Linked DNA regions of Mus musculus: all the other regions are linked to region 4. Evidence: chromatin contacts called from public HiChIP or PLAC-seq and promoter capture Hi-C data. All regions are on one chromosome and are shown on one strand. Each heading gives the region's core, a stretch centred on a gene start, on an enhancer-like site or on the middle of the called end of the contact. The rest is flanking DNA. Distances are from core to core; before and after follow the strand shown. Region 1 holds the start of Chid1 (chitinase domain containing 1). Region 2 holds the start of Tmem80 (transmembrane protein 80). Region 3 holds the start of Lrrc56 (leucine rich repeat containing 56). Region 4 holds the start of Spef1l (sperm flagellar 1 like). Region 5 holds the start of Irf7 (interferon regulatory factor 7). Region 6 holds the start of Taldo1 (transaldolase 1). Region 7 holds the start of Rnh1 (ribonuclease/angiogenin inhibitor 1).

Region 1 (3,812 bases), core at 601-3,100, 1.6 Mb before region 4:
TAAATAAATGCAGAAAATCTAAAGTTACCTCAAATACTGCAGAAACATTAAAATTGGAATGGATTCACTAATACGGAGTGTTAATGCTTTAGTTCTGATTCTCTTGGTCTTTTCTATCCATCTTTCTGTATTTTCTGTGTGACTAAAAGGTGGCTAAACACTTGAAATCAGTTTGGGGCTGGAAACATAGTTCATTGGTAGAGTGTTGGCCAAGTAGGTGTTTAGTCCTGAGTTCACTCCTAATACCGTGGAGGGGAGAGAAGCCAGTGTTCACCTACACACACATACCAGAGATCTGGGGCACCCTTTGTCAGGCTGTGCAGGTGAGGGCAGGGCAGACTTTGTGGGTACAGCTCAACAGGCTCCTGAGCATCTGTCTAATGGAACCCTGAAAGGGGCTGGTCTTGAGTTCTGTTTTTCTCTCCTTTCTGTTCTTAAGAGTCTGCAACACAGACTGGGAGTGGAATCCTTAGTGGACTTTGCCAAGTCTTTAGCTCAAAGACCTCTTACATCAGTCAGATCCAAATGCCTTCGCTGGTTTAAAAGAATGATGGTCTCTTTAGTATTGCTTGGACTGAACAATTCTCAGGACATCCACCTCTCCAGAGTTCTGCCCACTTGGAATCACTGTTCTGGGCATTTGTTCCTAGTAGGGTGCTGAGCTGGATGCCAGGAAAGCAGATGGTGATGCACAGCATGCCTTAGCATACACACCCAGCCCCGCCCCTGTAGAAAGGCTTGGGGGACAGCTGGCAGAAAATATGGGGAAGAGAAAGGAGGAAACGTGATTCGGAAGGAAGAACACGAAGCTCAGCTCAGTGAGAAACCTCTGCAGCAGCAGGAATGGGGAAACAGCCGCACTGCAAATCCTGGAACAGACCATAGTGGAGTGGGCCAGAGGGTTTAACTGGGTGTGGACAGGCCAAATGTGGTTTCTGCAGGAAACTGCTGGGAACAGCAAGGGATGGGGGTGGGGACTAGTCAGCTTGATGAAAAATAAAAATGCTGGTCACGTGTGCTTTCAACCCACTCGAAGAAGTGTCTGGGCTCCTCTTGCTAAAGCTGAGATGGGGGTGGGGAGCGTGGTGTCTGCCTCTGTGGGTTCTAGCTCCTACAATTTGCAAGACCAAAAACGAGGACCAAGACAGCTCTGGGATTTAGGCAGATAGAATGTTCGCTGTGCTAGGCCATCTGGAGAAGGATGTTATATTGCCTGGAGCAGTGTCTCTACTGGAGACAGTGTAGTGGGCACTGCAAACCTATAGATAGTGACAGAAATGTGGCAACTGGGATAATGTGGAGGTTCAAAGACTTGGCGCACAGTCTGTCCTGACACATCTGGGAGACTACGGAACTGACTATGCGCATAGTGACCCACGTCCCCCATACTTGACAGGGATGGGTTCCCAAGACCCTAAAGGCCTTGGTGGTCACATAAGTGGACGTAATGTAGACTTCAGCACAGTGCTGAGGCAGCCAGCCATCAATCCCGGAGAGGGGATGTTCAACATCACCACCAACTTCTCTGGGAGGATTTCGGGATCTGACCCCACTATTCTGCTGTACGACAGGCCCTTGATCAATAGAGGGACTGGCTGCAGGAGCGGAAACAGCACCTACGGCTACGAAGTACACGTTCCGCACACTCAGCTCTGTCTTCATCCAACTGACGGTCCCGATCCACTCTCAGCCCTTCTCCAGCTCGCCGGTCGCTACGAGGCTCCACCTCTAACTCCGCCCTCCAGCCATCTCGGTCCCGCCCCATCCCAGCGTGCCGTGCGCAAGGCATCTAGGAAGCTGGCGTGGCGCAGCGGGAGCTTGTGGAGGCCAGTGGGCGGGACTTCCGGTTGATTAAATCGTCTTCCGGCCGTGCTTGATGGGTCTGGCCGGTCTCCTGACATGAAGGTGAGCCCGGCTGTGGCGGCAATGGGACTGCTTCATCTTCCGCGTCACAATGCGGGAACGTCGGGCAGCGAGGCTCTCCCCGGACAGAACGGGCAGAGTGTGAGCGGGAAGGAGAGGGCACGGATGAGAGCAATATGGGAGCTATGAATGTGAGGGCGAGGAAGTGAGTGAGGATGAGAGGGTTTGAGGGGGAGAGCGATCGTGTCAGTGTGAGAAGAAACAGATGTGAGGGTGAGTGGGAGCTCGTGCGGAATAAGCAGATGTGAGGGTGAGCTGGTGGAAGAAACAGATGTGAGGGTGAGTAGGTGTCAGAAAGCAGGTGTGTCAGCCTGAGAGTAAGGGCGTATGTGAGAGAGCGAGCGGGTGTGAGGGCCCGAATGGGTGAGGGGAGATGTGAGAACATGGACTTTATTAGGGGTGAGAAAGCGAGTGGGGATGAGTATGAGCAAGGGTGAGAGAGTGTTAGGGTGAGAGCAGGTATGGGAGAGAGTGTGACATTGTTCTTTAGTAGAAGTGTGAGCGCCAAGTGTGTGACTGTGAGGAAGCTTTCGAGCCAACAGTAATCTGAGAATATGAGCGAGCACAGGCCGTTGCATAAAATCAAGAGAGCCCGTAGCGATGGCTTTAATCCTAGCACCCGGGAGGCAAAGGCTGGCAGATGGATCTCTGTGAGTCCGAGGCCACCCTGGTCTATAGAGTGAGTTTCAGGTCAGCCAGGGCCACATAGCAAGACCCTGTCTCCAAAAAAGAGTTTGGGGGTGGGGCAAAAGAAGCCGCAGGAAGCACGTGTGAACAGCACAGTAGTGAATGTGTTAAGTTTATGTATGTGCCAGTGTAGCTGGATATGAAGAAACATGGGTGAGTGGTGTATAAAGGAGTATAAACATGAACCAGGATGTAAGATAACGAAGTCAGAGATTTCAGATATGTGAGTTAGTGTGCATAGCTTGTGGAGCCACAAATGAACGAACGATGACATGAGTGTGCAAACGAGTTAGCAAGGCCAGAGTGGCTGTCGGGCATAGAGAATGAGCTCTATGTGGAGGGCCCAGCCTCAGGTAGGAGGGTATACAGCAAGTTGTATGGGTTCCTTCAAGTTTGCTAGGTACATGAGGCCTTACCCTCAGCGCAGCCTCAAATCTTGAACACTCTGTGATGGAAAATTTCCAAAGAACTTTCCACAGATCTCTAGACTGGAGCCCAGGGAGGCCCAGAGACAGTGTGCTGGTGACAGAACTATAACTTGAGCCATCTTATCACAGTCCTGTTTGCATTGCATTGTATAGTTGGGATGGGATGGTAGCCACGTGCCCCATGGCTTGGTGGGCTGCCCCCTGTGTTGGTTTCCTTATCTGTAAATGGGAATAACATTTATGCCTGCCTGAGTCCTGGTCTGTGGAGAGAACTTGTGGATAATTCACCAGGTTTGGCATGCAACATATGGTCAATAAATGTCACCTGGGGTTGTGATCATCCTGCTTCTTACGTCACCTTCATTTCCAACCATACACTCACCCACCTCCTCATATGAACAGTTCACTCCAAAATGTGTTCTCAAAAATGAAAATGTAGGCTGACCATCATACTTGCTGTAAGAGCAGTGAATCTATTAGAACTGAAGGCTGAAAGTATGGCCCAGTATTTTCTTAGTATATGGAAAGCCATGAGTTCTAATTCCCTGCTCCTACAAAACCGATATTAGGCAGCAATAGTAAAAGGTGCTCAGGATACATCAATCGGCATCCCACAAATCCTGCAATACCAAAGCAGGAGCTTAGTGTGAGAGCCAAAGACCATCTCTGTTGTTATTGTTGTTTTGAGATAGGGTCTCCTGTAGCCCAGCATGGCCTTGAACTCAACTACATCGCTAGAAATGTACAACTACATAACTGAGAAATGACCTTGAA
Region 2 (3,996 bases), core at 582-3,081, 1.3 Mb before region 4:
CTTTTTACTGTAACCAGGCACACAACAACAGCACTCCCATGTTTGTGGCAGCTGTTAAACAAAGCATATAGTAGGGATGCCCTGCAGGTGAGGCTGCACGTGTAGTACAATCACATTTCTGAAATTTGCTTCATTAAGGAACATTGGGAAACTGGATGGATGGATGGATGGACAAACACTGGTCTGAGCTGGCTAAGACCAGTTTCTGTTCCATATTGCTAGCACTGGACCCTGCCTGCATATCATCTGAGCTCAGACCTCCTCATTTAGCCTGGGACTCAGCCATGGTGAAATATTGACTACAGCACCTTCTGGCTGCCCGGGACTCAGGTTAGCCACAGGTGTGTGTGTGTGTGTGTGTGTGTGTGTGTGTGTGTATGGGTGTGTATTCACCCAGGGTAAACTGACATTATGCCTTGGTTGTGTCTGGTGTAAACCAGGTATGCCATGGGTGTACCAAGGTATACTTCAGGTATGCCTTGGAGGTGCTGAGGAGAACTATAAGTGTGCTTGGGATGAGCTGAATGTATGCTATGAATATCTGGAGTCTAGCGCATGCCAGAGGCATGCTATGAATGAATATGTGGTAAGCTGCAGGTGTGACAAGATGTACCCTAGGACACACTGGGTGTGTCACAGCTATACCTGGTTTAAAAAAAAAAAAATCCCATCAAAGCCAACGGACTCAAAGTTCCAGAAAGCCAGGAATTTGAGAACTGGGGAAGAAAAGCAGCTGACCTTGACTTCAGACACCAATCCCTATCCCAGACACCCTACGGGTGCAAAAGAAGACAAAAGACCCAGAAATTCCAAAACCAGTTTGTCTAAGGAAAACAGCTAACTTATCTAGAATGCTCTTAACAAGCACCCTTTCCCTACCCTTAGCTACAAAAACCCCAGTCTAAAGCGAGTGGCCTATTGTCTTGAACTAACTGTGGTCATTGAGTGACTAGATCCTGTGCCCTGATCATCAAATGGCCAGAATTTAACAGCCACGTCTCTGGAACAAGCCTGCTTTAGTTGTTTGAGGTTGACTAAGTCATTTTTTTTCCCTACAAACGTAATTCTTATTCATCCTTACATCTGGGGTGAGCAACAGGGGAACTCGAGTGTATTGTGGATATGCCAGGGGTGAGCTGAATATACGTATATGGTTGTCCTGGATATTCTCAATGTGTAAACCCGGTGTGCCAAGGGTATATCGAAAAAATGAGAGATAGGTGTATCAAGGGCGTACTCGGGGTGAGCAGCGGGTATGCCAAGGGTGTGCTCAGGATGAGCCATAGGTATGCCATGCATGTCAGCTTTAGTGAAATATGGTTGTGTAGTTCGTATGCCACCATAGTGTACTCTGGGTAATCCACAGGTGGACCCCGGGTCACAGAAGGTGTGATATGGTTGTATACAGGGGCGTATCCCAGTGTGTGCCTCAGGTATATCACTGGAATACAGAGACGAGCTTCGGGACAGCCGCCGGGATACCCGAAGTGCCCCCACGCCCAACCGGAAGACACCCCCCCCACCCCTCGCTCTCCAACTCCGGCGCAGAAATCCGGGCTAGTGGGCTTAAGCCACCAGGTTCCGGAATAACAAGGTGACAATCAGAGGAGTTGCAGAGCCAGCCCAGACAGCCTCTCATCGTGACAGCATGAGACCACACTGTCCCTGCGATCGCGTAGCCCCGCCCGCCTCACCTGGCCGCACGGCCGCCATTTTGCCGCTGGGTCCGCCACAATCCCAGCAGCCTCTTGGCCGCACCCTCCCGCCATCTTCGCTCCTCCCGCCGCGCGGTGCAGCGAGCGTCCGACAGCGGCCGAGGCCCGATTCTCCCGTCCGGCAATACTCGGGAGCTTTCGGATAGAAGGAGGCGGGCACTGAGGCTCCGGAGAACTCGGCTCGGAGGTATTCGGCGGAGTTCGGCGAGGCCTCGTGTGGGTTCGGCTTTCGCCGCCCCGAGAGGGGGTTGGAGAAATCCCGTGGCGCCAGGGTCTGTCTGCGAACCCAGACTTCGTTGGAAGCAGGGGAGAAACTGCCCAGAGCCGGCCAGCTCTATCGGTCGGTGACCACAGTCAGATCCGCTTCTTAGACAGCGAGCAAGAAACGCTCGTAAGCTTTCGGGAAGCTTCGGGACCATTCGTATTATCTAGATTCTGCGCTTCGGGAAACTTCGGAGCTGCTCGGTTCTACACTCGGGCCATCAGCTCGGCTCTGCGGGCAGCTTCGGCTCGGTTCGGCGGGCGTCAGACTGCCTCTTCGGTCGCTGCTCGGGCGGTGGCTTCGGGCGGCCTCGGCCCAACTCGGGCGGCCTCTTCGGGCCCCGCTTCGGGCTCGGTGCCTGGCGCTTCGGGCGGTCCCGGACAGCGCCTTCGGGCGGACTCGGTGGAGTCCGTATGGAGGACTCGGACTCGGCGGCAAAACAGCTGGGCCTGGCCGAGGCGGCAGCTGTGGCGGCCGCTGCCGCGGTGGCGGCGGCCGCCGCGGCCGCAGCGGAAAGCGAGGCGGAGGAGCCGGTGTTAAGCAGAGACGAGGACTCGGAGGAGGACGCAGACTCCGAGGCGGAGCGCGAGACGCGGCGGGTCACCGCTGTGGCGGTGATGGCGGCCGAATCTGGGCACATGGATATGGGTACCGAGGCTCTGCCCAGCCCCGATGAGGCCGCCGCCGCCGCCGCCGCCTTCGCAGGCAAGTGCGCCCGCCGGCCTCGCGCCTCACCGGGTTCCCGCGTGCAAGCTCTGAACACATGCACCAGGCACAGGCCACTTTCCATATGCTTTGTGCATCTGTCATGCACATCTGTCTTCCAGGGAAGGCTCTCTTCCACCTGTCCTGCACACCTGCCCAGCACCTGCCCTGCCAGTGCACCTCACAGTGACCTGCACGCCTGCCCTGCCTCTGTCCATGCCCCTGCACCTGACACCTGCCCCCCATACATGCTCTGTACCACCTGTGCACTTCACACCTGCCCGTGCACTCACAATGCCCTGAACACCTACTCTGCACCTGCCCATGCATCTCACAATGACTTGCACCCTTGCTCTTTCCCTGCCCTGCATCTCACAGTGCCCTGCATGCCCATCTTGCACACACACATGCACACGCACAGCACACTCTCACTCCTCTAGCCTTGCTCTGCACTGTATACAGACGTGTCTCCCTTGTGTGAGTGTGCCTCTCTGTTCTTTGTCTGTTTTACCCTTTGGAACTTTCTCAGTACCTACCACCTGCCTTGTCCTCTCCTGCTGCTTCCTGGGAGCTGAGAGCACAGATGGGTCACATGTGAGTTCTGTTCTAGAGGTGCCCCAGGTATGGTCAGCAGCATTACTGCTGGTAGACCTGTCTGTCTCAAAGGCCAGTTCAAGTGTGACATGAGAGGGGCAAGAGAGTCATCCAAGGCAGGCAACCTTGCAAAGGTAACGATGCAGAAACCAGCCTTGCTTTATATTGTGACATGAGCTGCTCCGTGCTGTATCTCCTAGTCTTCCTATGCAGATATCCCCTCCTTCTCCATCACTTAGTTTTCCATTTTTCTCCTTCTGTTTTCTCACACAAAGAGCACCCGATTCTCATGTTTTATGACAAATGGAGCCTTGAGCTGAGCTGTATCACCCTGTACAGGTGATACCACACCAAACTGCCTCCTACAATCCCACCACACACCCCACCCTTTGACCTTCCTGAGTGTTGAACTCCCTACCAATTGGAGCTCTTATATGTTTTATGCTTGTACATGCGAATCCTTGGAAGACCATCATTTTGCCATGCGTCTTGTTTCGTTCTTTCCAGTGTGAAGCTGCAGGCTTGGCATTGGGCTTTTATTCAGGGCACATCAGAGCTGAAGCTTAACTCTGGGTGGGTGTTCAGACCGTTGGCACTGGAACGCAGTGGTGGAGAACCCTTGCTTCCGCGTGTTTTCTGCTGTACCTACCTACCTGAAGCCTAGATCCAGTCACAGGAGTGAGGGAAGCTTCCTAGAGCTTTAAAAAAAAAGATATATAT
Region 3 (4,001 bases), core at 1,014-3,513, 1.2 Mb before region 4:
GAGCACCGGCTCCAAGCTCCAAGCTTTGCTGTCTGGGGGCATCACAAAGGCTGTGAGTTGAGGCTGGAAAGCTAGCTCAGTGGTTTAGAGCACTTGCTCCTTTTACAGAGGACCTATGTTTGATTCCTAGCATCCATGATGGGTGGCTCCACATACACACACACACACACACACACACACAGACACACACACACACACGCTTATAAGATAAAGATTTTTTTAAAAGGCTGTGAGGCTAGGGATACTGTACAAGATGCCTGTAGTGACCAGCAGCAAGTGGCTACTGACAGTTCCCTGAGCTGCCCCTGACAATGGTTGTGGATCTGCCTTCATTAATGGTTTCATGAGTCTAAGTTTAGGATCAAGATAGCAGGCATTACCTCCAACCATCCACACAGTCTTCTGACTAAGTACCTGAAGGTAGCCGGCTCCTGCTGTAGGTCAAACATCCGGGCAAGGGGGCCACATGTGTCTACATGTAACACCTGTAAAAGAGAATTAGATTAGCTTCCTGGTTAGATCACTGTACTCTGTGGTACCTGAGCTGGCCAAGGTCACAGTATCCAGAAACAAGCAGGTACAAGAATGGGGGAGATGTTAGGTGGAGGCCTGGCCCTGAACTCCCTGTAACCATTCTAATGGAGGATAAAGCTTCTACAATGAGGATTCAGCCAGGGTCCCTCTTGGTCACCCAATGCAAATAAAGACATGATCCAAGTCCTACTTCTACTCCCAGAGGGGAGCCTGGGAATGCTCTTGTCAATCATCTGTGGGCCCGCCTCTCCTGCAGGCACTCCTTCCCATACTTTTTTTTCAGGTGCCTCTACACCTCTGGTAGGAAGTGCATAAACTGTTTCTCCTTAAAGATACAGAGGTCTGTGTTTGGCCCTAGATCTTATACTCAAGAGACAATGGCTAAGGTAAGAACTCTGTTCAGAACATTAAGTATATCCTTTCTTCTTAGTCCTCCTCCGTGGCCTCCATGCAGGTTTGGCCGACCCCTAACTCCTGTACTTCCTGCCGTTCCCAGATACATTTCTCTAGTTAGAGTGATCCCCTTCCACTGCACTTCATGACTTATTGCTTACTCTGTCCTGTATGTCTTGTCCCACAGACGTGGGTCGCCCAGGATCCCCCTAGCACAAAGGACATGGAGAGGAGGTGCTAGGCTCTCACCTGAGGGGTGGGCCAGAGTGCCCAAGACTTGGGGCGCAGCACTAGGCCCCTCCACCGCGGCGGTCGCTCTCTCAGGTGAGGGCTTTTTTTTTTAATTATTATTTTTACCACCGCGATGGGGTTGCAGGCCTGGCGCCATGGCAACGGGGGCGGGGCTCATTTGAATACCCAAATATTCGTGAGCCGCGGGCATCCGGGGCTTCGGTAAGATGAGCCCCGCCCCCTAGCAACGGTTGCCGGGACACGCGGCAGATCCGGTGGAAATGCTCCCTAGAGTAAGAGACAAGCCGGACGGCTGAACGCAGTGAAGGCACTCACGGTGGTTCAGAGAGCCGTCCGTGAGAGGCTTCTGGCCAGCTCTCGGTTATCTGCCTGCTAGATGAATAGAACAAGCCGAGCTTGCACCCCGGGCGGCGACCGGGGTGAGCGTGCAACCCCAGGCCTGCACGACCTGAGTAAAAGCCTGAGTTTTTCTGAGGACGTGCTTATTCGTTTCTTTGAAATTTCAAAAAGTGTTGAAAACATGTCATTTGCGTCTGACACAGATGTACCCTACTTGCTTGAGTGGGTGGAACACTTCATTTCGCCCCAATACCAACTTTTCTGACTTTCGGGGTCGTTCTTCAAATGGACGCAGTATGAGCTTCTGCAGTGTTGGGACCTCGAGTTTGAGAGCGGTAGGGGGGTCTTCTCCAAAACACGAAGAGCGCGGTGTGATGGGCCGACGCTGCCCCAGGATGGAGCCTTTGCTCCACCTCGACCTACGAGAACAGGCAGCTAGGGGTTCCGGCGAACTCTGTCTTCCTCTGTTATTCCGCGTCCGCGGTGCTGACTGTCCCCGACACCAATACCCGGTCGGGATGACCTTTCCACTCGTGGGCCTTTGGGCCTTTGGTGAGGCTGCAGGGTGGAGGCTCTGTAGTAGGTCCTCAACGCAACCCGAGCGTGCACCAGTTTCTCTCCGGAGAAATCCCGGGCTCGTAAGCACGGTCTCGGTCTGTCTCTTCTGCACCTAGGCACTAGACATCACTGTTGAGTGCAGGACCCAAGTTCCGGCACTGCCTTCCCCGCGGCTCCAGGAAGCCCCGCCCAGCTTCGGCTTCTGACGGATGGGTTGCTCAGCCAACCACAACAGGTCGCGGTGCGGAGGAGTTCGACCAATCACGGGCCGCCTCGAGTTGACGGACGGGCGTGGGGCGGAGCGGGGCGGGGCGAGCGCGGGCCCGGCCAAGTCCCCGCCGTCCGCTCCCGGCGCCCGCAGCCCGAGCCGCACCCGCCGCGGACGGAGCTCATGCGCGGGCCCAGCCGGCGCCCGTCCGCGCCCCCGCCCTGCCCCGGCCCCGGCCCCGGCCCCGGGGGCAGTCGCGCCAGCAAGCGGTGAGTGCGGGCACGGGGTGGGGCGCGGGGCGCAGGTGATCGGTGCTTCCTTGCTCCTCTCGGCCCGGCAGCGTGCCTAGCGTCCGGCTGCCCGCCTCTGCGGCCGGACTCGCTCTGCCTGTGGCCGTCCTCCCAGCGAGGCGCCGCCCGGGCCTCCGGAGACTCTGCGCCCCGCGGCCATCACGCTCGGGCCTCGGGGCCACAAGGACACCCGCGTTGGGCCCCAACCAGGGCCTTCTGCTCCCAGCCATCCCTCGCGTTCCTGTAGTCACCTGCTTCCCACACCCTCAGCCGTTTTTCCCCCCCTCTGTGAAAGCTCCCTGGCCCCTTGTGGAAGGTTTGTCTTAGTGGAGGGCAGGGTCCTTCTCCAGCCACCCTCCCCCCGCTGCCGGGACCGCGCCTGGCATGCAGTAGGCGCTCAGTAAATAGTTGTAGGTTGCACCCACATGCCGGCGGGCCAGAGCCGGTTGTAGGCTGGCATTGGCCTGCCTGGGCACGCCGAGGCCGCCGTGGCAGGACCTGTTTTTTGGGGGGTGGCCTCAGCCCTCAGGCGCCTCCAGTTGAGGGTTTCTGCCTACCTAGCGACTTCTAATTTGGGTGCGTGGTTGGGAGAAGCTCTCAGCTGTCAGCCCTGCCTTGGGGGCCTCTCCCTGCTTCCTCACACAGCCATTAAGTGCTGTTTGAGGAGGTTGGGGGGTGGGGGTGGGGTCCTCCCTTTTCAAGCTGAAGGTGCCACAGGTGATCAACTGGGCCACTGGCAGGCCTGCCTGCTCAATGCTGGAGAGGGCCCTTGGGTCAGGCATCTATTAGCCGTCTCAAGTGGCAAGGGCCTTGGCTAAGTGTGCTTCTCATTGGCAGGTGGGGCAGGAGCTCCTGGATTGGCAGCCGCTGTAGAAGCTATGACAGAATACAAGCTTGTGGTGGTGGGCGCTGGAGGCGTGGGAAAGAGTGCCCTGACCATCCAGCTGATCCAGAACCACTTTGTGGACGAGTATGATCCCACTATAGAGGTGAGCTCTGCCTACCTGCCAGAGGTGGGCTGTGGCAGTGGTCATGGGTAAATGACCAAACAGCCCAGGTCTTGTAGGTGTTATGGGGTATGATCCATCAGGGTATGAGAGGTGCAAGGGTGTAGGCTGGTTCTGTGGATTCTCTGGTCTGAGGAGAGGTGAGACCCCACCCCCACCCCCCACCCCCACTAAGCCGTGTTGTTTTGCAGGACTCCTACCGGAAACAGGTGGTCATTGATGGGGAGACATGTCTACTGGACATCTTAGACACAGCAGGTCAAGAAGAGTATAGTGCCATGCGGGACCAGTACATGCGCACAGGGGAGGGCTTCCTCTGTGTATTTGCCATCAACAACACCAAGTCCTTCGAGGACATCCATCAGTACAGGTGAGCCACCTATGGCTAGCCCGTGAGCCCGTGGCACACGTGAGGAAGGT
Region 4 (3,784 bases), core at 522-3,021:
AAAGAAAGAAAAGGAAGAAAATGTCATCCTAGTCACAGTCCCGGCAGGCAGAACGGAGCAGGGTACGGGAATCCTGGGCAGGGATGAAAGGAAGCTGGGGGGGGGGGGGAGGGAAAAATGTGTCTAAAGCCCATCATGCCATGTTACCATCCTCTTTAACAATGTGGAAACAAAACGGGTTTTCCTAGTTAATTCTTTCCTTTTGAGCTTCTAAAGACCCATGTTCTGAAAGCTTCAGGGCAATGTGTGGGATACTGGGGAGGCCGCAAGATGATTGGCTGGGACAGTTAGCCAAGAAGAGGAGCTCTGCCAGGTTCGGGCTTTATCTTCCTAGCGGTGAGGCCATGCAGATGTTTCCTACTGAGCTGCGTGCAGACAGAAGCCTTCCAGGCTAGGCTGGAGCTGAGCAGGACAGCCTCAGGATGAAGCTAAGGGCCGTACTTGGCCTACTTAGGAGATGCTCTCAGTCAGCTGTGTCTGGTTCCTCCCAGGTCAAGCCAACCTTTGCACCCCCGACACCACCAGTCAAGCCCGGGACTGGAGGGACGGTGCCTGGAGCAACTCAGGTGAGCCTCAGAGGGAAGGGGAAGGGGAAGGGGAAGGGGGAGTCCATCTTGCAGGAACCCTCCTGCTGACTGTGGCACTGTTTCGGAGGGTGAGTGGCTGTTTTCATTTTCTTAGCTGGTAAGTTTTAGTGACATTTGAAAAAAAAAAAAAAGAAAGAAAAAAAAATCCTCAATAACAGGCTTGATGTCTGCTTTATAATTTGCCAGAACTTTCCAGTGCTTGCGGCTTTCGGGGGCTATGGAATTTTCCTTTTCATATGGCTAGTCTACAGTATATATGAAATGCTAGTACAGTCATCTTGTGAGGTCGGGCCCATTCTGTTGTTAGGGGAAGTGGAAGTCTAAATTTAAAGAACTGGCAATGGGTATTTTCAGCTGGACCTCTCTCTTATCAGGTCCTCTTTAATATCGATTTCCTTTTTTTCTTGGCAGGGAGCTGGTGAGCCAAAGGTTGCTCTGAAGGTCCCCATCCAGAAGAGGTGACCAGCTAGGGCACCCCAGGGCCATCGTTTGTGGACGTTTGGAGATACCACTGCTCCTATAAATGTGTTCCTTCAGCAACACCACAACCACCACCCAGGCTGGACCTGCACACGCTGTTCCTACCTCAGGAATAATCTTTCTGTGGCTCTTGCTGTCCAGATGCCCTCATGAACCAGTGGCCTCTCACTGGCCTTGGCCAGCTTAGACCATACATCTGCGTATGCTAGTTGCTAGGCAGGGGCGGTGTACCCTGCAGTGGGCGTGATCAAGTCTGTCTGTCTCTGGGTGGACAGAATGCCAGGAGTCCCCTCCCAGCAACTTCTGCACTGGCCCTCACACAGTGACCTCTCTCCAAGGCACAGTTCCTGTATCTACATCCCACTCGTGTATGAGACTTAGGAAAGGAAAAGACGTCGTTCTTGGGGTGTTGGGACAAGAAGTTGCCGTCATCTCCGGATTGAAACAGATTAGTTGTTGAAATTATGACTAAACACTATTCACTAATAAAGATTCTATTTTATCAATAGATTATAGATCACATTCTACATGGCAGTTTGTTTTTATTACACCAGATCAAACAATTTCACCTACCATCTCCCTTCGTTTTTTAACCATCCACCTTGATTCAGCCCGATCTCTGGGCGTGCAGGAGGACCAATCCTTCCTGGGATCGAGGGAGGGACCAGCGCGGTTAGGGCCCCGCCCCTTCCGGCTGTGCCGCGTCTCCCAGCAACGGTCCAAACCCGCCAGGTTTCTTCCGCTGTGTTTCTCTGCTGCACACCCACTTCTCTGCCATGCTCAGTGCTTCCAAGCCGAGCTCAGCTTCGTTCCTGCCAACGCCTGGGGATATTCATAACCTCTGCGCCTGGCTGGACCGGCTCCCACTCAGCCGCCCCAAGCGCCACTTGGCTCGGGACTTCAGTGATGGTGGTGCGAGTGAGGGCGAGGCGCTATGGGGCGGATGATGAAGAGGACTCAAAGCTGAGGGCCACCCTTGCCTCCAGCCCCCTAGTACGGGTGTGGGTGTTGGGGGAACGGAGCGGTTCTTGAGTCCAGACTCGTGCTCCTTAGGAAAGGTAGTAGCAAACAGGGCCTCCTGTGGCTCTTCCAGCTCCCCCTGGGCTCTCACGCTGTATTAGCTTCCCAGGCCATCCTACCACTTGGTCTGACCTGGAGTCTAGGTGCCGTGCCAGACTCGGGGACAATTATGGGCTCCCCAGGAAAAGCTCGTGTCCTTCCCACTCCATTCCATGCATCTCATGTGGTCAGGGATTACAGTTGCAACCCAGGGTCTTGACCAGGCAAGCCAAGTTCCCCTCGCATTCCCACAGTGCTGGTGGCCGAGATTGTGAAGCACTTCCGCCCTCGGCTGGTGGACTTGCACAGCTACGTCCCAGCCTGCAGTACAGACCAGAAGCTGAGCAACTGGAGCCTTCTCAACAGGCAAGGCCTGGGAGCTCAGCCCACCTAGGTTGACCCCGGGATGCTCTCTCCAGCCATGGGTCTCTGACTGCCTAACTGTGGGTCCTTGCCTATAGAAGAGTACCACAACCAGGGGTACTAGGGCACTAGTACCCCTAGTACCACTCCTGGGGGTGCTAGGGCAGCCTATCAGCTAGCCTGCTCCCTTACGGATCAGTAGAGTTTTACTTCACCTCCCCAAATGTCCTCAGACAAGACTCTGCCTGTGTATAATAAGTGATCTCAAGGACAGAGTCGGGCAGATATGTCTGATGTAGTCCAATCACAGAGGGCCCTCGGGAAGTGTCTGAGCAGAGCAAGGTGGAGAACCTGTGTGGGCACCCCCAAAAGACTGGCTCAGATTGGAATAGAAACATTGCTGGGCTCAGGCCTGGGTCTAATCTCATGGGCTTATGTTTGAGAGGGAAGAGATGAAAAGAGACCTCAAGGGAGATGATCATGCTGAGAGGGCCCAGCTGCAGGTTTCCAGGTACTGTTGAGCTGTCTCAACAGGATTTACCGAGGGCAAGCCAGTAGAGAGATGAGAATGAATGCAGAGAACATGGCCTGATAGAGCACCCCATGTTCTGCGATCTCCTGAGACATAGCTCCAAAGGCCAAGAATGAGATAGCCATGCGCCACTCAAGTGCAGGGCACAAAGGGGCTCTCTGAGAAAGCAAGATGCTGCCCAGTGGCTGGAAGGCATTGCAGGGAGCATAGAACTTCAGGGAGGGCTCAACTCCCAGTCCTTGATGGTACTGCTTTGAGAATGTGCTCCTACCTTCTTTGCAGGAAAGTCTTTCGCAAGCTGCACTTGTGTATCTCAGATAATGATATCCAAAGGGTGGTATCCAACAGGCCTGGAGTTATCGAGTCTATTCTATGTGCACTGAGGGAGAAGATGGAGGCCAGGACTGTTCATGTAGGCTCAGCTGGTACAGCTGTAAGTGTCTGCACATCAATTCAGCATGCAAGTCTGCTGTGCCTTCTGCCCTTTGCACTCAGTCAGACAATCCGTCTGTGTGAGAATAAAACAGAGAAATGAATGTCCCTGTGGTCCAAAAAGAAATGAAGTCCATACATGAGGCAACAGGCCTCACTTAGACTCATTCCTGACTTTCCTGCTGATCTTCTGGAAGGGGGGGGGGGCTCCCGAATTTCCTTTCCAGCCAAATCCACCTACCCTGGGGCAGTGAAAACACTTAAGAGTTGCTCCAAGTACAACCAACCCAAGTGCTTCCCGCTCTTCTCCAGTTTCCATACTAACCCCACC
Region 5 (4,068 bases), core at 1,537-4,036, 1.3 Mb before region 4:
GACCCTGACCAGAAGAAGACTCTCCGCTTTGGCGTGGATGCTGACAACACTTACATCTAGCTCAGCGCCCGACTCTCTACCCCAAGCCACTTCCCTTTCCTCGTCTAATTAAAGTAGCACTTTCGAATTCCAGAGTCTTAAGGCGGGTGTGTGGGAACGAGTGCCATGGGTGTGAGCGCCCAGCTGCGGGCTTCCGGGTGGCTAACCACAAGCAAGTTCCCACTGTAGCTAAGAGGAAAGCTAGAGAGCTCCAGCTCCTTGCCCAAGATGGACAGCTTCACGTGAGGGAGGGGAAGGAGCCAGAACCGTCCACTCCACACGCACGTTCATTTGGGAGACGTGGTGTTTGGGACCCTCATGAGGGTCACAGCCCATTTCAAAGATCTGGCTGAGAGTGGTAGCTCACATAATCCCTGCATGTGTGAGGCAGAGGCAGGCAGGTCTTTCTGAGTTTGAGGTTAACCTAGTCTCCACAGTGAGTTCCAGGGAAGGCAAACCTAATGTAAAGAGAGCCTTTCTGAGGAAAAAGAAAAAGGAAGGCTGCTTTGGCAATGAACAGGGCACTCTGCCCCACACAGGAAGCTTAGACATGAGAAATAGGAAGCTACAGGTCATGTAAGTGAATGGAGGAAAACCAGGGCTACGGTAGTTACACACAGTGTGCACCCCGCAATCTGGCCTTCTTCCTGAACAGCAGTCATGGCATGCTTTCTAATGAAAAGTGACCCTGAACTCCTTTCCAAAGTATTTGAATGCTTTTATTTTTTTTAAAAAGACTTATTTATTTATCTTATCTATATAAGTACACTATAACTGTCTTCAGCCACACCAGAAGAGGGCATTAGATCCCATTACAGGTGGTTGTGAGCCACCATGTGGTTGCTGGGAATTGAACTCAGGACCTCTGGTGAAGCAGTCAGTGCTCTTGACCACTGAGCCATCTCTCCAGCCCTGAATACTTTTAAATATCCAGTTTTATGCATTTATACATACAATGTATCTTTTGACTTTCATTTCGGCTGGTGATTTCCATGCCCCAGTCTCCCTTGTCATTTTCTTTCCCCCTTGTTGGAAGCCTTCTTAACAAGTCCCCTTCCTCCTTTTCCGTCTTCTCAGTATCCCTCTGAGTTTAACTAGTTTCTATTTAAATGTTTTGTTTGGTTTTGGTGTTTTTAAATTTTTACTTTTATGTGTATCAGTGTATGATCTACATGCATGTCTATGTGACAGTGTCAAATTTTGGAGTTACAGTTGTGAGCTGCCATGTGGGTGCTGGATTTGAACCCCTGTTGTCTAGGAAGAGCAGTTCGTGCCCCTAACCACTAAGCTATTTCTTAGTTCTAGCTTCTTGACCCAGCTGGAACAAGGACAATTTAATCACTGAATAAAGGACACCCCCTTCCCTAAAGGTCTACCCACTGCAATAAGAAGCTTCTTTGGCCAGGTATGGTGGGTGGCGCACGCCTTTAACCCCAGCACTTGGGAGGCAGAGGCACGTGGATTTCTGAGTTTGAGGCCAGCCTGGTCTACAGAGTGAGTTCCAGGACAGCCAGGGCTACACAGAGAAACCCTGTCTCAAAAAACAAAAACAAAACAAAACAAAACAAAAGATTCTCTGAAGAAGGATGGACACAACCCTTGACTGTGGAGATATATTATATATATTTAGTTGTGTGCCAGAAGAGGGCATCAGGTCCCATTAAAAATGGTTGTGAGCCACCGTATGGTTGCTGGGAATTGAACTGAGGACTTCTGGAAGAGCAGCCAGGGCTCTTAACTATTGAGCTGCCTCTTCAGCTTCCAGGGTCTTACTCTATAACACAGGTTGGCCTCAATCCTTCTGCTTCAACCTCTGTCCAGATGGTATATTCTTCCCAGATGGTATACTTTTGTTGTTGTTGTTGTTGTTTTTTGTTTGTTTGTTTTTTGAGACAGGGTTTCTCTGTGTAGCCCTGGCTGTCCTGGAATTCACTTTGTAGACCAGGCTGGCCTCGAACTCAGAAATCTGCCTGCCTCTGCCTCCCAAGTGCTGGGATTAAAGGCGTGCACCACCATGCCCAGTTTACTTTTTTTTTCAGATTTATTTATTTATTATATGTAAGTACACTGTAGCTGTCTTCAGACACACCAGAAGAAGGAGTCAGATCTTGTTACGGATGGTTGTGAGCCACCTTGTGGTTGCTGGGATTTGAACTCAGGACCTTCAGAAGTGCAGTCGTGCTCTGACCTGCTGAGCCATCTCACCAGCCCCCAGATGGTATATTCTTATCTGTACCATTCTCAGTGTTAAGCCAAATTGTACCATAGTCTCTCTTTAGACTCCACTTTCTAAGATTTTTTTCAGCCAGCTAAACAAAACAAATAAACAAACAAAACCTACTGACTGTTGTGGGTATCCCTGCCTTGTCCCAATGTGCTTTCCTGAAGAGGTCCTGGGGAAAGACCTTTCCCACACTTCCACCAGGGGCTGAGCCTGGCAGATAGACCTCCACCTACTTACTATTCTTACTGTCCTCCAAGACATGGCTGTTCTGTCCAAAGCAGGGTCAGCCTCTCTCATTGAATCTACAAAGAGCCTGGAAGACTGAATCTGAGAGAGTGATCAGTGAAGGGCAGTGAAGAGAAGCTGGGGGGTGGGGGGGGAACAGGAGGGAAGGATTTGCAATTGAGTGCTACAAACTAGTGACACCCTAGTGACGTCTGGAGCCCTTAAGCCACACCCTGCCTGGGCTCTGCCCCGCCTCTGCCCGAAGTACTATAAAAGCACTGGCACCCTCCTTTTCACTGAGATAAAACCCGTCCCGGCGGCTCCGGTACCAGGTATGTGGGACTCTTGGGCCACTCGGGGAGGGAGGTGAGCTAGTGCCACAGGGGAAATTCTTGTCCCCTCTACAGAGTAGTGAGTGATCAGTGAAGGGCAGTGAAGAGAAGCTCGGGGGAAACAGGAGGGCAGACGTCCCGGCAGGATTTGCAATTGGGTCTGCAGGGATTGGGATCTGAGTAAGGGTCGGGTGTAGTTTGAGGACTGCACTGGTAGGCATGGAGACAGTGGAGACAGCGGGAAGCCAGCAGCTACCGGGCGCTGTTTAGACTGTTTAGGTTTCATTTTCCTGAGATGCAGTTTCGTTTTACTCGTCTGGGCCCGCCCCTTTTGTGTCTTCGCAGGGTCCAGCCTGTGACAGCCCATCCAGGCTCGGACGCTGGATTAACACCTGTGACATCACGTGTGCGCTCCCGCTACATCTGTAGTCACATCTACAGCCACCTTGGCAGAGGAATCTACACTGAGTTCTGAACCTAGGTGACCACAAGTTCTCAAACCTCATCTGTGACCCTCAACACCCTAATACCTGGGTCACACTTGTGAAACTGAAATTCCTACCTGTTACCAACACTTGTAACGTTTAAAACACATTTGTGAAACTTGGTCACACTATCTGTGGCTACAACCTAAAACCATAGAGGCACCCAAGGGGCCTTATTTGCAATAGCTGACTGCTCCAGTGACTACAAGGCATCACAGAGTAGTAGCATCTACTTTGATTCTCCCAGACTGCCTGTGTAGACGGAGCAATGGCTGAAGTGAGGTGAGAACATGTCTACCCTGGTTGTATTGGGTCCTGTGTCCCTTACATTAGCCCTAACCCCAGCGTGGCTGCTCTGCCTGCAGGGGGGTCCAGCGAGTGCTGTTTGGAGACTGGCTATTGGGGGAGGTCAGCAGCGGCCAGTACGAGGGGCTGCAGTGGCTGAACGAGGCTCGCACAGTCTTCCGCGTACCCTGGAAGCATTTCGGTCGTAGGGATCTGGATGAAGAAGATGCACAGATCTTCAAGGTGGTACCCAGTCCTGCCCTCTTTATAATCTGCCAGAACTCCTGGGGGAATCCAGCCTCAACCCATGCTCTCTCCTCTCCTTCAGGCCTGGGCTGTGGCCCGAGGGAGGTGGCCACCTAGTGGAGTTAACCTGCCACCCCCAGAGGCTGAGGCTGCTGAGCGAAGAGAGCGAAGAGGCTGGAAGACCAACTTCCGCTGTGCACTCCACAGCACAGGGCGTTTTATCTTGCGCCAA
Region 6 (4,298 bases), core at 662-3,161, 1.4 Mb before region 4:
AGTGAGTTCTAGGACAGCCAGGGCTACACAGAGAACCCTGTCTCGAAAAAAACAAACAAACAAAAAAACCCAAACAAAAAACAAAACAAACAAAAAACCCTACAGACCCAGGGCTGGGGACACAGTTGAGTGGCAGCTGTTTTAGCAGGTGTGATGTCAGAGCTTGAGCTCTAGCCTCCCCTCCCCTCCCCTCCCCTCTCCTCCCCACCCCACCCCCAGCTGAGCATTAAGGCCCAAAGACCCTGAGGTTCAGAGGAAAATGAAAGGGGTCAAAAGCGTTCGGAAACTCTATTTTCAGGAGCCTGTGATACCCAAGGGGTGAAGAACCCTCACCACAGCTGGGCAGGGGTGGTGCACAATGCTGATCCCAACACTTAGGAGGCAGAGGCAGGCAGATTTCTGTGAGTTCGAGGCCAGCCTGGTCTATAAATCAAATTCCAGGAAAGTCAGGGCTACACAGAGAAACCCTGTCTTCAAACAAATAAACACCAAAAGAAACCTTTACCATCTGACAAAAAAAAAAAAAAGACTTTGAATAAATAAAGTATATAAAATAGATTTTGAATCTGACAATGTTTATAATTATTTGTTTTAAGCCACACTGTCAATGAATGTGCTCTTTGGCTCTTTGTTGTTGTTTGAGACAGGCTCTTACTATGTAGCTCAGGCTAGCCTGGAACCATGTAGCCCAGGCTGGCCTCCAACTCATAAAGATGTGCCTGCCTCTGCCTCCCAAATGCAGGTGTGAGCTACCATGCCTGTCTCTTGCTCTCTTCACAAACATTAGCCGGTAAACTCTGCACTACACACACAGTGGAAAAACCTTAGGACTCCCAGATGGATTTCTGGAAGCTGACGAACACAGCTTGTGTCAGACGGGTTTGCTATTAGACCCACATCAAGTCTGTCCTTTATAGCTAAGCAGCCCAAATATGCCTAATCACTCTCTGCGACTCTCTGAGAGATAAACAATGCACTTACTCATGAGGAATTAAAGCCTGTTTCTCAAGTCACCGTGAGAAAGCAGAAAAGAGCAGAAGTGCTTTTGTACTGAGCTCACACGGAGCATTTCCTGAAAGTCTTTCTCACAGCACATGTGAGATCACCTCCACCACCCTCCAAGGATGAGAGCAAGACTAACAGCACAAGTCTTTCCACCTGTTTTCCGCGTCCCTACCAAGTCCAGGAAAATCTGAGTACTGGAGCTGCGCATGGTGGCACTGCCTGATCCAGCACTAAGGCTAAGATAGAAGGATTACCAGGAGTTCCAGAACAGCCTGTGGCTACACTGTGAGACCCAGTCTCAAAAGAGAAGGAAGTATGACAATGATAACCATTTGATTTAGTGTGTGCAACTGGTCTGACTCCAGCCATGCTGTGTACTGCCCATAGAGAGTAACCAGCTGCATGTGGAAAACCAGTGCAACAGGCTGCAAAAAGCAGATGGTGTCCAGTCTTGCAGACTGCACTGGCTCCAAAGTTGAGCCTGTGTCATCGTAGGGAATTGGGAGTAGGGGTGGGGGCACCCCGGGTCAGGGAGACTTTCTCGGACTACCTCTACCCACCGAGGCTTCGCGCCGGGCTCCCAGGGTCACCAATAGCCCAGGAGCTATTGATCCTTGAAGGTTCCGCAAACTCACCAATCCCAGCTCCAGCGCCCGCGAGGCCCCGCCCCTGACACCCACACCGGTGCTGGTTCCAAAATTGGGGGCGCAGCAGCTTAAATAGGGCGCATGCACCGCGTCCTCTTACCATTGAAATCACCCGTGTCGGCCACCACGGTGGTGAACTGCTTGAGCTGGTCCAAGGCGGACTCCATCCTCTGGCGCTTTACCGGGGACCCCGACATGGCGAAACGCGAACAGCTGAGGCGGTAGCCGGTGCGTGCTAACCCACAATGCCCCGCGCGTCCTGGCCAATCAAAGCAAAGCTAAATGAAGCCTGACGACGAGCCCCGCCCATGTACTTGGAGACCTTGCCATAGACCACGCCCCGTGTCACGGTCGGAGTTCTCTTCCCCAGTAGCGAGTGGTTAGTTTCTACCAGTCCAAGGAGAGTGGATTCTTTGTACCCCTCTAGAGCTCGGATGCGTAGAATGAACAGACAACGGATTCTACTGAGACGCGCGCTCAGTAAGCCTCAGACCCCACGGACTACGGATGGATGGGTGGCAGCGCTCTCGCTCCACACCCATGCTAATCCTTGAGCGGGTCCTTGCCTCCAACTGTGCATTCCCTACAGGGGCTTCAGAAGTGCACCCTTTCTCCAGCTGTGGGACTCCCCTACTCCCAGTTTAGGGACTGGGAGCTGCGCCCTCTCTGCTGATCGCGATAAGTCAAGCTCGGTGCAGCCCCTGCTTACAGGCAGACAAGCTAAAGCACAGTCTGAGAATCAATACAGGTGTATGGCCCCATGGGCGACTTCTGGCAAAGCCACCAGTTTCCGCTTCCCAGATGGAGTGGTTCTGGTGTTGCCTTAAGCTGCTGGGTGATCCTTCCCTTGCCCATGATTTTGCATCTCCCCTGGCTGGAAGTCTGTCTGGAATAAGCAGCAGTTTGAGAAAGTTGAGATGGGGAATTGAATCTTCAGTCATGAATAAAAATAGTAAGGGCAGTTTCTTTTACAGTGTTCCCATTATTGATTTGCAGTTCTTTGAATATGCTGGCTCAAGCTATTACACATATATGTGTATGCCGGATATTTTCTGTTAATATTTTGTTTACCACTCGTCTTAGTTTGCTTTCTATTGCTGTGATAAACACCACCACCCAAAGCAACTAGGCGAGGTTGATTGTACCTTACCCTCCCAAGTAACAATCTATCACTCAAGGACTGCAAGAAAGGCGCCTGGAGAAAACTTCTCACCGGCTTGCCTCCCTTGGTTTGCACAGCCTCCTTTCTTTACAGCCCTGAACTTCCAGGACCACCTGCTCAGGGATGGCACCACTCACCGTGGTGCTATGGGCTTTCCCTTATCAATCATTAATCTTAAAATTAATTTTTTCTTAAAAACGGAGCCAGGCAAGGTGGTACAGACCTTTAATCCCAGCATTCTGGAGGCAGTGGCAGGTGGATTCAAGGCCAGCCTGGTTTACATAGGGAGCTCCAGACTCGCCAAAGGGAAAAAGCCTTGCCGACTGACTTGCTAATCTTGAGGACAGAGGCATTCTCTCATTCGAAGTTCCCTCCTCCTGCAAAATCCGAGCTGTGTCAAGTTGACAAAAAAAAGTAACCAACACACTTTTTTTTTTTTTTTTTTTTTTTTTAGTATCTTTTAAAAATAGATTTTTCTTTGAAAGGAGACTGGCCTTGAACTCTTGGTCTTCCTGCCCCTGCCTTCCAAGTGCTCAGATTACAGGCAGGGGCCACCATACTTGGCTCCAGCTGACTCTATTCAAGTTCACTGGAAGATGGACTTTTATATACTAGGGGCCACAGAGGCTGCCTCTAGGGCAGTGTTTCTCAACTTGTGGGCCACAACCCTTTTGCAGAGGTGGTTGTGGGTGGGGTCAAATATCAGATAGCCCGCATATCAGATATTTACATTTTGGTTCATCATGGTAGCAAAATTACAGTTATGCAGTAACAATAAAAATAATTTTATCTTTGGGAGTTACCTCAAAAGGAGGAACTGACTCCATTGAAAGGTTGCAGCATTAGGAAGGCTGAGAACCATTGTGCTAGAGGACTAGGCTAATTGAAGGGGGCTCCACCTATCAGCTTTCAGGAAGTCACCACCTATCCCAGGGTGGTCATTGTTGGGGAAGCAGATGTTTGTGTCACCTATGCTCCTGTGACAATCATTCACTGGTTCCCCAAGCTGAACAAGGACTCGGTTGTTCCTTTGGTCTGTTATCAGTGCCCTAATTAGGGTAAGTGTTTGTTCATATCTGTTGAGACAATTATTGCCTTGAGTTGAGGGACTACCTCCCACCTACTCCTCCCTTGTAAGGCCCCAGTGACAAAAAATAAAGTTTGAGTCTACCAGAGTTCCCCTTGGGAAAGCAATGAATTATTGGGGGTTTTGTTGTTGTTGTTTGTTTGTTTTTGTCTTTCGAGACAGGGTTTTTCTGTGTAACCCTGGCTGTCCTGGAACTCACTCTGTAGACCAGGCTGACCTCGAACTCATGCCTGCCTCTACCTCCTAAGTGCTGGGATTAAAGGCGTGCACCACCACTGCCCAGCAGGCTTTTTTTTTTTTTAAAGATTTATTTATTTTGTTTTATGTGTATGGGTATTTTCCCTGCATGCACAGATATGTGTACCACATGCATGCCTGGTGCCATGGATCCCCTGGA
Region 7 (4,302 bases), core at 143-2,642, 1.2 Mb before region 4:
ACAGAAGAAAATAGTAGTAAACAAGGCAAGTTTAAGTACATTGAAGGGTACATCAGAGAGATTGGTACAACAAGAGGAAGGAAGCTTTTCTGTAAGTCCAAGATGCCAACTGATGACATTCTTGGCTTTTGGTTAGTGGAAGCTACTGGTCTGCTAAAGGATTCCAAAAGGATGCTGGGTGTGGTGACACTTGCCTTTCCTACCAGCAGTCAGGGGGAAGAGGAAGCCACATCTCTGTGAGTTGTAGGCCAGCCTGATCACAAGATATTAGTTGCAACACAGGTAGGCAAGGAAGAGCTGTTCTAGAGGGGTAGAACTAGCCCAGGATAAGGCAGCCTCTGGAACTGCACCAGCCCAATTTCTCCACAGCACTGAAACTCTAATCAGCCAGTCTCTGTAGATACAGCTTCTTTTCAGGAATTCTCCTTCATGGCAGCAACAAATAAAGGCTGGCTGGCCAAAGTTTTCCTTCTAATTGGGCAGGCTTTAATCTTTCCCCAAAGAACTGATCCCCAACTTCACAGGTCAGTTGTTGGTATTGGTTCCATGAGGATGGCTCTGCAGCGATGAAGATTAAGCTCTGTCTGTAGTGGCCACTGCACAGGGTTTATGAAGCTGAGTTCCAGCCTCTTTTCTTGCCTGTCTCTTTGCCTCCTTCTCTCCCTTCAGGGCTCCCTGTCCCAGGTCTTTTAGGGAACACAATTCCTGATTTCCTATGCTGGCCTGCTAGACTCTCCTTTACTTGTATTATTAAAGTTCCCGGAGGGACTCAGAACAGCATCTGGCAAATGACAAGTGTTTAACAAACACTTAGGTGGATGGATGCCAGTTCCTTGGCAAGGGTGTGTGTGGCCATTTGTGCAAGAGAGCAGGGCTCCTGAGTGACAAACTCTCAATGCTGACTTTTTCCACAGTGCTAGAATCCCAGCACTCAGGAAGCAAATCTGCATGTTCAAGGCCCTCCTGGGCTACACATCAAGACCTTATTTCAAAAATACAGAAACCAAAAGCAAATCCTATAACTTGGGAGTATGTTACAAAGTTTAAACATGGGCTGGAGGGATGGCTTAGGACACTGCTCTTCCAGAGCACCCAGGTGTAGTTCCCAACACCTGAATGGTGGCCATTCCCCAAGAATCTGATACCCTCTTCTGGCCTTCCTGGGCACGATGCACAGATATATATGCAGATGAAGCATTCATATATAAACGATATTTAAGACAAATATCAGAAATGCTTAGTGACGAAATGCTTGAGAGCCCCATGCATCAGAGGCTCTCGACATCCCAAGCCCTATCCCCAGGGAGAAAGGCTGTTCATAATGAACACTGTTCTAGCCATGAAAACCTGGTCGGCCTGTAGGAGAGATGGGTGTGTTCATACCAGAAGCTCTCATCACAGTCACACCCATTTCGTGGCAGCTGTGGATCATTTTACGTATTTTTAGTCAGGCTCAAAGAAGTGACTCAGGTTTGTCAAGTTCTGTTCCCAAAGTGCAGCCTGCATGTGGGAGGGACAGACCTAGTGGGCGGTCTCCAGTAGGCAAAGTGAAAGGCTAGTTGGGGCCAGAGAAAGAGAAGCGGCGAAAGTCTCTACGCCCCGCCCTGGGCGGAAGAAAACGGATCGTCTGGGACCTCTTGCAGCGGCACCAGGTGAGCAAGGGCCATGTTCCGGGGCGCCCGGCTGCCTTTGAGAGTTTTTTTCGGGTCCCTTCCTGGCCCTCTTAATACGTGGCAGAGCGGCTGGACCAGAAGGTTTGAGGGATCAAAAAATTGGGCGGGGGCGGGATCACGGGCCCGGCGAGTCTCTGAGGCCTGTTCCTCCCTTAGGGTGACACATTTGTGCCTCAGAGGAGCCTTGCTTGGTGCTTGAAGGCTGACCTCATAGCTCCGTCGCCAGCGACCTGTTCGCTCGCTCACTTTAAGGCCCAAAGAGGGTGTCTTCAGATCCTAGGATTAACCCAACAGCTAGGAGCAGCTAGTTAGCAATATCCAATCACATCAAAGCAGAGGCCTGAATCATGCTTCTAAGCCAGGCTGGTGGGACCTCCTGCCTGGTCCCAAGGCCAAACAGGGGGAGGAGTGTGGGAGAAGAACCAGCTGCCTGGGTTCTTTCACATCCCTTGCCCCTGACCTCAGATGATCGTCAGGACTGGCTGGCACCCTGCCTCCCATAAAGTCCAGTCCTGTGCTTTCCTCAAAGGTAGATACTCTAGGACCCTGTAGTCTGTAGTGCATAAGAGAGCAGGTGTGGGTTGCACCTGTGACTAGAAGTACTGTAGCTACCCCACCCCAGTGGCAGTGCCCTAGTGATGACTGGCTTTGGATGACACATCTGATCCAGGCAGTGCTGGTTTTACTCCCTGGCGAGTTGTGGGTGGGGCTAACTGGTTTCTCCATGCCCTGGCTATATGTCCACAGTGAGTTATCTCTGCCGTTGCCTCAGTTTTCCCTGTCACTAGCCCTTGTGTCAATATGTGTAAAGTGCTCCTGGTTAGCATTAAGGGGGTATCCTCCTAGCCCTGGGAAGGAAGGGGAAGACCCCGTTAGTAAAGCCATGTTGTGCCAGGCACTGTAACTTCACACAGAGCTGTTTGCCAGTTTCGGTAACTGTTATAGAGAGCAGCTGAAGTGACTTCTGTTTCTCTTAAACAGAACCTAGTACCGCTCTCCCTTCAGTGCTAGGAGCACAGCACTGATCTCTTCTTTCAAGCCTTCCAGGATACCCACATGCTGTCCAGGCTAGCTTGCTTGACAGATAGTTGCTTAGGAATGTGGAGACATGGGTATTTGTCTCTAGGCCTCAGATACATCCTTCCACAGCCAGTGCCTGTCATGCTTATTCAGGTTGTCAGAGCCTGTAACCTGTTTGTCCCAGCTTTCCTAGTGTGATACACTGCCTGGATCCTTTGCAGGCTGGGCCTGAGCTGGCTGAGGATTGTGAGAAGTTGGTCCTGGCCTGAGTCCCTAGACTCAGAAGGAAGTCACAGAAGCAAAAGCTATAGTGACTGCCTCTGAATACTCTCCTTTTCCCCCAGAGTCCTGTGCCTTCCTGCCCTTAAGGTGGTTGCTTGTGTCCAGGCTTCATGCTCCCTGGCCTTTGACTTTGTATAGGGCTTGGCAACAGTAGAGTATGGTGCTGGACCAACTTGTTCTCAGAGTAAGAAGTAGGCTGAATCAGCAGTAAGCCCCACTACTGGAGTTTCCAGACCGTAGCCAGGCTCCCACAAATAAGCAGGTTTCCAGGCCAGAGTTGGTATCCTGGTGCTGGGTGACTGGGTTCCTTCAGAGGCTAGGGGGTGACTGTGTCGCATAGTCCTAGGCTCTCAGGTTCTGCTCCTCTTAATGGTACCATGTAGTTAGCTTCTCCCTGATAACTTATTTCCGGGATACTCAATGTGTGGACAGACTTGCTGGGGAGAGGCTGGGCCCCTACTGGAAAAAAATACTCTCTTAACTTTTGGACTCATCTTTTTACAAATTCTAGCCTGTCGAGATAAGAAATTTTCTCAAGAGCTCTCTTCCTTCTTCTTTTGCCCAGACTGCACTGTGCACCCACCATGAGTCTTGACATCCAGTGTGAGCAGCTGAGTGATGCCCGGTGGACAGAGCTCCTTCCTCTGATCCAGCAATACGAAGTGGTCAGGTAGGAGCAACCTTGGGGACCAGTTGGGTCTGGCTGGGAGGGCAGTACTCTGTTGTGGAGGTGGGTGGTTCTTGTAGCTTGGGGCCACCTGATGGGCTTGGTGTGTTCCAATAGTACTTTCTCTATTCGTGGGCATGAAGATGTTTTGCATAATCTTTATTTATTTATTTTTTTAGAATTAACACAGGAAGCCTTTATTAAAGATTATGGAAAATTACTCATAGGCAACAATATACAGGTTAACACACCTCAATTGCTAACACGTGACTGGTTACTAGCAAAGAACTTGTCCTAACTGAAGTCCAGATACATTCTAATGATCTAGCATGAAATCTTTGCATCTTTAAAACGGCCAGCATGTCATAGCCATGCAGATCTGATTCTAGGGCAGTGGGACACGCAGAAGGGGTGGGGCAGGATCCTAGTACATTGATTAAAAACTTTAGGAAACTATCTTCAGGGTAATCAGTTACAAGGCCATTCAAGGAAACTCACATGGCCCTCACTCTTTATTTGTAAACTGGACTTCACCTATTTCAGCTTCGATACTAATCCTCAAGTGGAATACAGGCAAGCCTGGTCGCTACATGCAAGAGTACTTCACCTTGGAGCCATTCAGTCACGAGTTTCTTGTAGTTTTCAACCTACGCTTGTGTC

What was found. Promoter capture Hi-C pulls out the DNA fragments that hold promoters and counts their contacts. HiChIP or PLAC-seq counts read pairs in DNA pulled down with a chosen protein or histone mark.
Region 1: a promoter capture Hi-C map of neutrophils shows a contact between it and region 4, with 3 times the contacts expected there. The contact joins the promoter of Chid1 here to the promoter of Spef1l in region 4. A contact is called at or near these places in 4 of 39 promoter capture datasets (hippocampal neurons, liver, neutrophils and 1 more).
Region 2: a contact with region 4 is called in a promoter capture Hi-C map of cranial neural crest. The contact joins the promoter of Tmem80 here to the promoter of Spef1l in region 4. A contact is called at or near these places in 3 of 39 promoter capture datasets (cranial neural crest, embryonic stem cells and hippocampal neurons), 1 of 484 Hi-C or Micro-C datasets (B cells) and 1 of 115 datasets of contacts at active chromatin or transcription factors (astrocytes).
Region 3: a promoter capture Hi-C map of hippocampal neurons shows a contact between it and region 4, with 5 times the contacts expected there. The contact joins the promoter of Lrrc56 here to the promoter of Spef1l in region 4. A contact is called at or near these places in 8 of 39 promoter capture datasets (the 3T3-L1 cell line, cranial neural crest, frontonasal cranial neural crest and 5 more), 2 of 484 Hi-C or Micro-C datasets (B cells and embryonic stem cells), 2 of 115 datasets of contacts at active chromatin or transcription factors (bone marrow-derived macrophages and embryonic forebrain) and 1 of 9 other capture datasets (liver).
Region 5: a contact with region 4 is called in a promoter capture Hi-C map of hippocampal neurons, with 6 times the contacts expected there. The contact joins the promoter of Irf7 here to the promoter of Spef1l in region 4. A contact is called at or near these places in 2 of 39 promoter capture datasets (cranial neural crest and hippocampal neurons) and 1 of 115 datasets of contacts at active chromatin or transcription factors (bone marrow-derived dendritic cells).
Region 6: an H3K27ac HiChIP or PLAC-seq map of embryonic stem cells shows a contact between it and region 4, with 2.6 times the contacts expected there. The contact joins the promoter of Taldo1 here to the promoter of Spef1l in region 4. A contact is called at or near these places in 1 of 39 promoter capture datasets (hippocampal neurons) and 2 of 115 datasets of contacts at active chromatin or transcription factors (bone marrow-derived dendritic cells and embryonic stem cells).
Region 7: a contact with region 4 is called in an H3K27ac HiChIP or PLAC-seq map of embryonic stem cells, with 3 times the contacts expected there. The contact joins the promoter of Rnh1 here to the promoter of Spef1l in region 4. A contact is called at or near these places in 4 of 39 promoter capture datasets (cranial neural crest, maxillary cranial neural crest, neutrophils and 1 more), 1 of 484 Hi-C or Micro-C datasets (embryonic stem cells), 6 of 115 datasets of contacts at active chromatin or transcription factors (astrocytes, bone marrow-derived dendritic cells, bone marrow-derived macrophages and 3 more) and 2 of 9 other capture datasets (adipose tissue and macrophages).

What each region holds. Positions count from the first base shown.
Region 1 is chr7:141,537,866-141,541,677 of GRCm38.p6, reverse strand. It overlaps Chid1 (chitinase domain containing 1), which reads left to right and starts at 1,850. Exons shown (of 13, transcript NM_001142681.2): 1 at 1,850-1,905.
Region 2 is chr7:141,325,965-141,329,960 of GRCm38.p6, reverse strand. Tmem80 (transmembrane protein 80) reads right to left here and starts at 1,831. Exons shown (of 6, transcript NM_001141950.1): 1 at 1,695-1,831. It overlaps Deaf1 (DEAF1, transcription factor), which reads left to right and starts at 2,236. Exons shown (of 12, transcript NM_016874.3): 1 at 2,236-2,682. The coding sequence starts at 2,391.
Region 3 is chr7:141,192,392-141,196,392 of GRCm38.p6, reverse strand. Lrrc56 (leucine rich repeat containing 56) reads right to left here and starts at 2,263. Exons shown (of 13, transcript NM_001172064.1): 1 at 1,776-2,263; 2 at 415-485. It overlaps Hras (Harvey rat sarcoma virus oncogene), which reads left to right and starts at 2,389. Exons shown (of 5, transcript NM_001130443.1): 1 at 2,389-2,553; 2 at 3,412-3,563; 3 at 3,773-3,951. The coding sequence starts at 3,453.
Region 4 is chr7:139,976,742-139,980,525 of GRCm38.p6, reverse strand. It overlaps Spef1l (sperm flagellar 1 like), which reads left to right and starts at 1,771. Exons shown (of 7, transcript NM_001033465.3): 1 at 1,771-1,979; 2 at 2,381-2,492; 3 at 3,304-3,454. The coding sequence starts at 1,844. It overlaps Adam8 (a disintegrin and metallopeptidase domain 8), which reads left to right. Exons shown (of 24, transcript NM_001291066.2): 23 at 492-566; 24 at 999-1,594. The coding sequence ends at 1,049. Gm16201 (a long non-coding RNA gene) reads right to left here. Exons shown (of 5, transcript XR_389973.3): 5 at 1,546-3,529.
Region 5 is chr7:141,265,142-141,269,209 of GRCm38.p6, reverse strand. It overlaps Irf7 (interferon regulatory factor 7), which reads left to right and starts at 2,786. Exons shown (of 10, transcript NM_016850.3): 1 at 2,786-2,820; 2 at 3,166-3,587; 3 at 3,671-3,833; 4 at 3,919-4,068. The coding sequence starts at 3,574. Cdhr5 (cadherin-related family member 5) reads left to right here. Exons shown (of 15, transcript NM_001114322.1): 15 at 1-125. The coding sequence ends at 60.
Region 6 is chr7:141,389,773-141,394,070 of GRCm38.p6, reverse strand. It overlaps Taldo1 (transaldolase 1), which reads right to left and starts at 1,911. Exons shown (of 8, transcript NM_011528.4): 1 at 1,753-1,911. The coding sequence starts at 1,849.
Region 7 is chr7:141,166,026-141,170,327 of GRCm38.p6, reverse strand. Rnh1 (ribonuclease/angiogenin inhibitor 1) reads left to right here and starts at 1,392. Exons shown (of 10, transcript NM_145135.3): 1 at 1,392-1,652; 2 at 3,541-3,645. The coding sequence starts at 3,560.